Regions from separate parts of the Gasterosteus aculeatus genome. Here region 1 is linked to region 2. Evidence: chromatin contacts called from public Hi-C data. All regions are on one chromosome and are shown on one strand. The core of a region is the stretch at or near the end of the contact, and the rest is flanking DNA. Distances in the headings are between cores, read along the strand shown.

The links. A called contact is a pair of places that touch in the nucleus more often than the background predicts.
Region 1: a Hi-C map of whole body shows a contact between it and region 2, with 5 times the contacts expected there. The contact joins the promoter of kiaa1217 here to the enhancer-like site in region 2. A contact is called at or near these places in 5 of 6 Hi-C or Micro-C datasets (liver, skeletal muscle, tail fin and 1 more).

Annotation. Positions count from the first base shown.
Region 1 is chr21:16,425,542-16,430,116 of fGasAcu3.hap1.1, forward strand. kiaa1217 (KIAA1217 ortholog) reads right to left here and starts at 2,455. Exons shown (of 21, transcript XM_078095919.1): 1 at 2,230-2,455. The coding sequence starts at 2,299. otud1 (OTU deubiquitinase 1) reads right to left here. Exons shown (of 2, transcript XM_040166678.2): 2 at 3,873-4,575. The coding sequence ends at 4,428.
Region 2 is chr21:16,350,459-16,355,169 of fGasAcu3.hap1.1, forward strand. It overlaps kiaa1217 (KIAA1217 ortholog), which reads right to left. Exons shown (of 21, transcript XM_078095919.1): 18 at 3,853-3,933; 19 at 2,094-3,755; 20 at 1,448-1,579; 21 at 1-427. Among protein-coding and RNA genes, the nearest start is that of LOC120811392, 3.6 kb to the left of the region's middle. Within about 2 kb of position 2,318, at least 1 of the 9 cell types and tissues checked has open chromatin away from gene starts, as enhancers often do.

The sequences.
Region 1 (4,575 bases), core at 1,205-3,704, 75 kb after region 2:
TGTGGAGCTACAACAACAGCAGCAGGAGCAGCGTGTTACTTTTGGGCAGAGAAGGCCGCAGCCTTCCCTTAAATCTCTAACCCTTAAGGGACGGGCTTTTAGTCCGCAGTCAAACAGCTGTTTAGTCTCTCGGGGGGGCCTGACTATTTCCAGGAGGATCAGCGTCTTCAACGGGACAGACGGCCCGGCCGACCCACCACGGCACTTCCCACCTCATCCACGGCGACAGGAACGTCACCCGAGGTCAATAAGAAGCTCACATTAAGTGCAATGAGTGAAGTATCTACAGAAAACGACTTAATGCAACCAAACGGATTGAACAGAACATTTGGGCGGAGAGACATAAGAGTCGAAAGTTGAAGCGCTCCACCCTTTCTTCGCGAGAATTGATACCAGACGGACGGGAAAGCGGGAGTCCACCTCAGCGTTCGGCCGTCCAATCCACGCCGCGTATCCTCCTCCAACCAGAAACTGTTGACATAGTCTTCGCATATCTATCGCTGGGAACCGGAGATGATAAACATCAGAGTGCAGCTGTCTGGGACGTAAAGCAGCCCACTGAAAGACGCACGACGGTAACTCATTAAATGTGCAGCCCCCACAGGCGGAGAGTCTGCAACGAACAGACCGTTAGGAGATGGATCCCCCCCCCCCTTTCACGGATGGGTTAGAACGTCCACGTAGCGACAGCTGGAAGACGGGCCTGAGCACAGAGCCGCCACGGCCCAACGTACCACAAAGTCTAGCCTGGTGTCGAATGCCAACGTTATCAATAACCCTGAGAAAAAGATGTTGCAGTACTTTCACCGGCGTGAGACGGGAGACACAACAACGGCCAAACGGTCCAAAACACAGATGTCGCTCCGTACTGCTTTCACTGAAGTAAATGAAACGGAACCATCAGCAGAGCCTCATCAGAACCAGCAGCTCACATCTGCATCTAGGATTAAACCACGATGAGCTGTCAGAGAGCTCCATGCGCCCATGCGTGTCTCGTGTCTCTTGATTGAAAATGAAGGATTTTGGATCTGAGGGACAGAGAAGAGGCTGAAATCGGGGCCCAACTGTCACCCGCATCCGGACGTCACGTCTCAGTGAGAAAGTGTTGTCTGCTGCCGAGGCGTCCGTCCTGTGCTCCCGTGCGCACAGCGTAGGCCTGACCTGCACACACCATCAGCACTTTTCGCCCTGCTGCTCACATGCGTGTCAGTGGCTGACATTGGCATAACACACACACACACACACACACACAAAAAGGAAAATCAGACTGATAAAACATCTTCCATTATATATATATATATATATATATATATATAATGTACTTCCAGGATCTTGTACATGTGCCTTCATGGAACGCTAGGTATGCTCCTCTGCAGGGCTTTGCACCAAACGGGCAATTTCCCATCGCGTCCTTGTTCACGTCTCCCGTCACTCAACCTGTCACCATGGAGATGAGCTCAGCTTCTCAGTGTCTCGCGCTGTAGTGCAAACGCTGCAGCAGAGGCAGGCACCGCTGACTCTGTCGCGCCTCACATGCAATGACATCTTCAGAAAAGACACATCTTGTGCTTTAAAAAAAAGGCGAAAACGCCCCGAGTGCGTTATAACGGCCACTGTTATACGCGTCGTACTTGCCTGGGAGGCCGCGAAGTGGTCACTAAATGCACCCTCAAGGTGAGCGCCACCTTACTGAGACAGAGCATGAGGGGGGTGTTACACTCCCTGAGGATTTAAAAGTTAGCAGCAGCCCGTAAAAGGGCAACTGACACCTCAGATAAGGGGACTGAATGGGATGAGACCACTGTGAAGATGTGGGTGAGGGGTCATCGCACAGTCTCCACAAACCGGTCACGCATGGGGAGCAGAATTACATTTCCTCAAAGACATGAGAGCAAAATAACTTTTTACGGAAAATTGGAGGAAATCGAATCTTTTACAATTTCCCTTTGATGGAAATTAATGAAAAATTTGGCAACAATGGTAGTTATAAAACATCTATTGAACACAACCGTCTTCTTCAAGGCAGCTCGAGTGTGGTGAATAATTACACTTACATGAGGTCTAAAATGAAAATAACATACTGTAGTAACACAAACACCAGTGCTGAATGTGAAGTCACTATGAAATGATTGACGGCTAAAGAGGGAACCTCTGAAAATAAGCTTTACAAGTTTCCCAGATCATCCTTAGAGGTGAAATCAAGGTCAGCGCTGATCAATAGTCACTTACTGTGGCATTTGGGACTTCCTTTCATCTCACTCGGAGGAAGGTCCGCGAACTGCACCCGGTGTCCCGACATCGTCACCGGCCACAGCTCCCGGGTCAGAGCCGCGCGACCGCCGACCGCGTCCTCCGGTCTCCGGGTTTAGTTTTCCAAGTGTCCGGCAACTTCCGAGCACGAGAACTGCGTCGAAGGTGTGAACCGCGTGCACAGCGCACTTCCACTGGAGTCTGGAAGGGGCGGGGGGGGGGCACGAGGGGAAGGGGAGGGGGGGGGGGGGGGGTCCCGGCAGCGTGTGTGCGCGCTGACCGCGTGCCAGTACTGCGGCTCGGCTCGGCCCGCCTCTCGCCGGCCCTGCGCTGTGCAGCCCGACCCGCTGTGGACCGCAACGGGGGAAGGAACCGGGACAAATCACCTCCTGCATTAAAAAATGTTTTTTTTGGGGTTTTTTTTTCAAAACTTAATGTCCACATGACTGCAGGGTTACGTCATCGCTTTCGTGGAGAAAATATCCATTACGAACCCATCATCGAGCTGAAGGAGGAGGTTGAATACTGATGGTTTTATGGAAAGAGATGAAGACCAGGAGGGAAACGCGGTTTACAGTTCTGTGGTTCGGAGGCGACACAGTGTTCTGTATTTAATTAATTGGACAAATAACACAAACGCCCCAAATCGATAATTCCCCTCATTAACTTACCACAATATTTAACATTGTATTTCCTTTTTTTTAAAGCTTTGTTAAGGCCATAGGTCCAAATACCAGGTCCCAATCATTTTAAGTAGACACAAATTCCTTTCATATTGGTTTATCTAAATGTTTCTTGTGGGCCACAACGCCACCTAGTGGCGATTGTGCTGAATTGTAGGCCTGCGGGTCACAGCATTCATCTGCCTTCTCAAGTAGGTTTTATTCCATAATATCCGTCATGTTTCCGAAGAGATTTTCGTTTCACTCTCCCAATCCTATTCATTTTTCGAGCTCATTTCCTAACAAACAAATGCACATTACAATTCCATAGAGGTGGGAAAAGGTACTTTACAACTTTGATAAGAGATAAGGTCTTTTTTTCTTACAGGATGTTTTACCTGAATCATTTTGCAAAAGGCTAAAACAAAATGCTAAAGAGGAAAACGTTGCTAATATTACAACATAAGGGATAGACATTTTCCTTTCCCTATCCAATACCTGCAGAGCATCAAACAGCAGGCGGACAGACTCCAGCTCCCCCAGGACACATACATGTCATTTAGATGACACTTTTATCCAAAGCGACTTACAATAAGTCCGTTTCAACCAGAGATACAAACTCAGAAGAGCAAGATGACCCGGTTTGGGGTCGGTTGGGATCTGTGTATTAGGACCGCCGTGGCTTAATACACTAAGCACTGCAGCCTGGATCTGAATCAGAGTCACTGCATGTAATGGACTCCAAACATCACTCTTTACTTTAGGACAGCAGGGGGTGACGGACGAGTACTGCACACATCAGTTCGCTGCAGTGCAATAGATGGATCCCATTAAAGCAACATCAAATTCTGCCACCAAGACACCGCGGCTGACATTAACGTTATATATTGAATAGCGCGGTGGTTCATGCAGGAGACAAATAGGGAAGTAATGAGCATGCAAATTAAACATGAAACCATCAAGTTTCTTCATTATTTTATTTAGAAATATCTTGTCAAAAGACTGAAGAGAACTGGAATAACAGAAAAAGAAGCATTGAGTTGTTCTCACAGATGCAAATCAAACTCTCTGGATTTGTCTGATGGGACTTTTGTGCAAAAGAGAGCAGCGTTACAGATATTTAACAGCAGCTGTTTGACAAATAACAGATCAAAGTTCATTTCTGTAATTGGCAATGTTCTATGAAGCACTAACATAAAAAAAACACACAGGTTTGCCAATAAAAAGGCAAATAAATACTCCAAAGCACTTCCTCATTACAGCAACTTATCAGCAAGACGTCAATCCAATCATGTCAACATAACCGCCAAAAACTCTCTCTCACACCTTCCAACACTTCCAGAAACCACTGCCACTAATTTGGCACCGATGTACAAAAAACAAAGTATGTGCACTGCACTGTCTCTGAAGCTATAAATCTTATAAAAATAATACGTTTTAAATCATGTAGACACTGAGCAGAACGAGAGCCTCTGCACTCTACCGGGCGAGTCCGCGTCCTTTAATTCATTCATTTCACGCAGACCCATTTTGCTCAATGTACATTCTGGACAAGGAGGCCGCCATCGACTTGGCCAGTTCCTCGTCCCGCTGCCTCTGCATCTGCGAGCGGCTGCACCAGTCCTCGTACTCGGGGTTGGGGAGACACTCGTCCAGGAGCGCG
Region 2 (4,711 bases), core at 1,068-3,567:
CCACAGGAGTGGGCGACAGAGGGGAGGGGGAGGAGGAGGAGGAGGTGGAGGAGGATGAGGAAGAGGAGGAGAATGAAGAGGAGGAGTGCACTCGACCATTCTGAGTCTGCGAGGAGAACGAGAGAGCTTTACCGGTGTGCTGTGAGGGTGAGGGGAGTTTGAGAGATCCGTTAGACAGGGAGGGGATGTGGGAAGAGGGTTGGGAACCGGAACGAGAAGCGGGGGAGGACAGGGTGTTGGACTTTATTGCAGAGGAGGAGGAGGAGGAGGAGGAGGAAGGGTTAATGGGATTAGTTGCATCGGAGTTTTGCACAGACTGGGAGCTGCCTTTAGTAGAGCTAGGGTAAAAAGCAGGGATTTTAGAGGTGGGGGTAGTAGGGGAAGTAGTTTTATGATCCCCTCCCACTCTTTTAGCACTTCCGTTAGCCTGCAAACAGAAACGCCAAAACAGATACTGGTTGTCAGAAAGGAAATCTGGTCAAATAGTACATACAAAAGGCAAGACTAAGCTAAAAACAAAACCCCCTACAAGTTCTACACATAGAAACACACTAAGAGTACACATACGTGATCACTGGAACACAACGATGAATACCAAAACAACAACAGGTTGGTTTGTCCTACGTTAAATGAAGACAGCGACAGATTGGACCGAGAGACTTGTTAACCAGAAACAGAACACTGCGAAGATTAGACCGTGCGATGGCAGACAGGACGGGCGTCTCTGCAGACCGCCCATGTTAGAGTTAGGCCTCTTTAAGGGGAAGTGTGTGTGGGGGGTGGGGGGCATTCACAAGGCAAGGGATGCATAGGAAGGCTGGAGAGACATCGATTGAACAGGCTCAGGGGGTTTGAAGCGTGGGAGCAGACAGGGGAGATGTGGGCCGGTGTTCCACTGAAACCCACGCCGCAAGGTGGTGAGTTGTGGCTCGGTTCTGGGGGTAAGGAAATACAGCACCGGGAGGTTAAGAAGCCGCGTGGTGCGTTGTGAGAAAGGGAGGAGCGCAGCCGAAAGAGGCGGTTAGGTTTTGTGTTTTAACTTTTAGCCACAAGCATCGTGGGTTTGGCAACACTGTTTAGGAACTCAGCTGTGATGGGAACGAGAGATAGGAGGACAACTCAGACGATGACAGGGTAGGATTCCGGTTTTCTGTTGTTTTTTTTTGTCACCAACACAGTGAAAACCATGAGCAGTGTGGACATGCGAAAGCAACCAGTACAGTGATGTTATGGGCAAACAGTCAAAAGTCAAACATGCCTTCTTGTCAGAGCAGACACGAGAGAAACAGATCCACATCCGTCACCGAGGTGACTTCATTTTTTTTCTAAACACTTAAAATCTCACAGCACAGTCTTTTTTTTTTCCCCCTCTAACAATACAAGCCTGATGTTTTTTGCTATACGTTAGATTCCTCTAGTCTCTGGCAAGGCCCTACAGTAAAACTACCTGTCGAAACTGCCTCTGAGCGTCCTGCAGTTTTTGTTGTTTTCCTGCTTTGTCAGAGGCACCCGGCGACTGCCTGGACTTCGCAGACAAAGGGACGGGCATCCGACTAGTAGGGGAAGCGACACTGGTGTTCTGCAAGGGGATCCAAACGAAAAACAAAAGAAGAAATAAAACAAAAGAAAGAAAAAAAAACACACACACACCACAAAGGAAGTATGAAAAGTCAAGGCACTGACAGGTAACGCCTCAACGATTAACACCAGTGAAAGATCATGCACCCAGTGGGACCATACACCTTTAAGTCAACACACAGCAGTACATGCAGTCAAGAATAAGGAAGATATCAGAGCTTAATCATCACGAGAGGGTTTTTGATGATGGATTTGCTGAAAACCTCAGGAGGTTTAAGCAATGAACTCAAGGAGACACACGGTAGCCAGGAACCCGACCAAAGGACCCCCAAACATGTCACCATGATTTCACAGAAAGAGAAAGCCTTGGGGGGCATTTCCAAAAATGTCCAAGCACCTGTGGAGTGGATTAATGATTTTGTGATTTCAGTGGTTAGGATTGGAGTGAAGGTAGGTTGTAAACTGAAAAAGTAGGAACCAAAGCCTCCCCGGAGGAACAAGAGCTAGAGAGTGACCTGTCGTACGGTGGTGGGGGCACTGGGGACAGTGGTGGTGGTGATGGTGGTGCTGGTGGTAGTAGGGAAGACTACAGGGCGAGGAAGGAGTTGAGGTTTAATCTTCTTCAGCAGTGGATTTTTGCTGGGTACCTTAGCGCCTGGCCCTCTGGAGGTGGGGAGAGAGGAAGACCTCTTCAGCCCCACTCCTTCCGAGCTTTTCCCGCACTCCGCTTCCTCCGTGCCGACCGGCTCCCCGGGGGACTGCGGCCCCATCTCACTAATGGTGGTCTCCAGCTGCTTGATGGTCTGCTCCAGGCTGTCCAGTGTCTTGTAGGTGTTCTTCCGGATCTCGTCCGTCCTGTGGAGGGAGTCGGACTTCTGCCTCTTCGGCGCGGCTGAGCGCGTCGCCTTGTGTGCGTCCGATACGGACTTTGAGCGCGTGATCTCAAATCTCTTCGCTTCTTTGTGCTGTTTGATGGTACCGTCGGATTCCTCCTCATCTTCGTACACGACCACCTGCAAAGTCTTCTTTCCGGACTTGGTGCCCGAGCGAATTGCCTGGCTCAGGGCCGCCAGTTGCTTCTTGGGGAACTTAAATTTGAACTTCTTCTTGACATCCTGCTTGCCGTCGCCGTTTGACTCCAAATTCATCCCGCCCTCGGTGAGCTCGGGGATCGACGACGAAGACGAGGATGACAAGCTGGTGTGGTCGGCGGCGACCTTCGGAGGAGTGACGGCGACCACCGCCGCTTTAACCTGCCCGCCCCCCCTCTCGGTGTCCGACTCCTCGCTCTCCTCCTCGATGCACTCCGCCGCCAGCATCCTGTCCATTTCCTCTTCGCATTCAAAGACGGTGGACAGGCGCTTGTACGCGGACCGGATGTCCATGGGCTCGTCAAAGATGATGATGACGGGCTTCTTGTTGAAGCCGTTATCCTGCGGCGCGGTGGGTTCTGCGGTCGGGCTGCCCCGGTAAGGCGCATTGCCTAAAGTAAAAGTCTGGAAGTCGTTTCCCTTTTTGGCGTCGACCAGTTCCTGGTACTCGCCACGGGAAAGGGCCTGAACTTTGGTGTTGGTGATCATAAAGGCTATGTTGTCGGGGGGCGGGGGCGGCTCTTCTCCAGGCAAGTCCGGACTGAGACTCGCCCCGTCATGATACTCCTCAAGGTTAGAGTCGGATGTTGGTGGATCGCTGCCCTCGCCTGGAGGCTTTTTTGGTGGAGCAACAGAACTTTTTGGCGCCTCTCGTACGGCGGCGGTCGTTGTGGTAGCCGCAGCCTCGGGTATTATCATTTTACTATAATCAACACGTTGCTGGATAGCTTTACTTTTCCTTTCAGTATTCATTTTATTGAGGTTCTTTCCCTTCTCCATTTCTGCACTGGTCTTCAAGGACTCAGCGCGTTTGACTTGCGTCCTTGGAAGTTTGAACCCTTTCAGTCCCACGGGCTTGGGTGATATAGGTGGAGGTGTGACAGGTGGTGGTGATTTGGGTGGTGGAGACTGTGGCGGCGGCTGCTGCTGCTGCTGCTGCTGCTGCTGGCTTGGAGAATTGTCGTTAACATTGACATTTGACACCTGTGATGGAGGCTGTGTGGGCTCCCGGTGTTCGGGGGTTTCCTCTGTTCCTGACGGGGGCGGATGCTCTTTGGGAATCTGACCGGTCACATAGTATATGACCTGAGAAATGAAGAAGTAGCTGTTTAAAATGTCTCACATCTAGAACATACATTACTTATACATCAATGATATGTGAATAATGCAAAGTCATGCGTACCCCTTGGCTCTGTCGGACAGTGGTATTCCCATTTTCATCTATGTCTGGATCTTTATCATCTCGAGTGGGCTCAGAGCTCTGCTAGGACAGTGCGTGAGGGAATAATATTACTGTGCAACTGGTGTGTCTGGTTGCTGTGGGATTAGTGCGAGTTCACATTGCAGTAGTATCCACAGTGTCAACACTGCATTGAACAATTACCTTCTGCAAGGCAACAGCAAACTATAAATAGCGTGTAAACTGATATGCACGCTATGACATCATGTTTATATGCCGTTATGATACTAAATGCCACACATCAAAATGCATTCAGGGAAATTAATATAGTTTAAAAAGCTGATAACACAAGAAAATCAGCTTCTTTCTTTTTTTGTATACCTTTCCTACTAACCTTTATAATTCCCTTTCCTATTTTGTTCATATGTTATTTACTGTTGACACTATGCAAATAAAACACTACTTTCACTTCAGTGAAATCATTTGGGTCATGATCTGTGCAACATTAGCTAATTATTATTTACAGTAATTCAACTTAAATACTACGAAACCGTTACTTTCAATTGATCAAATGTGTCCGCTATGACATATCCGTCCTCTTTGCACATCAATTGACAAAAGCTTTTTGAATGTACATATCGTTTGAGCTGATGTGAGAAGTCATAGGGTTGTGCTGGTAATAAAGGGGTGAAGCTGGGAAAGCGAACTGAAGTGAAGTTATGCAAAGACAAAGAGAACCAGAAAAGTACGAGTGGTGGAAAGTAACATGCATTGTGGCCAGACTGACCTCGAGTGAACCAAGTCTGCAAAAACAAGATGTGTCCTCAACGTGACTTTTAACTGCTCTCTCAATTGTCAATCA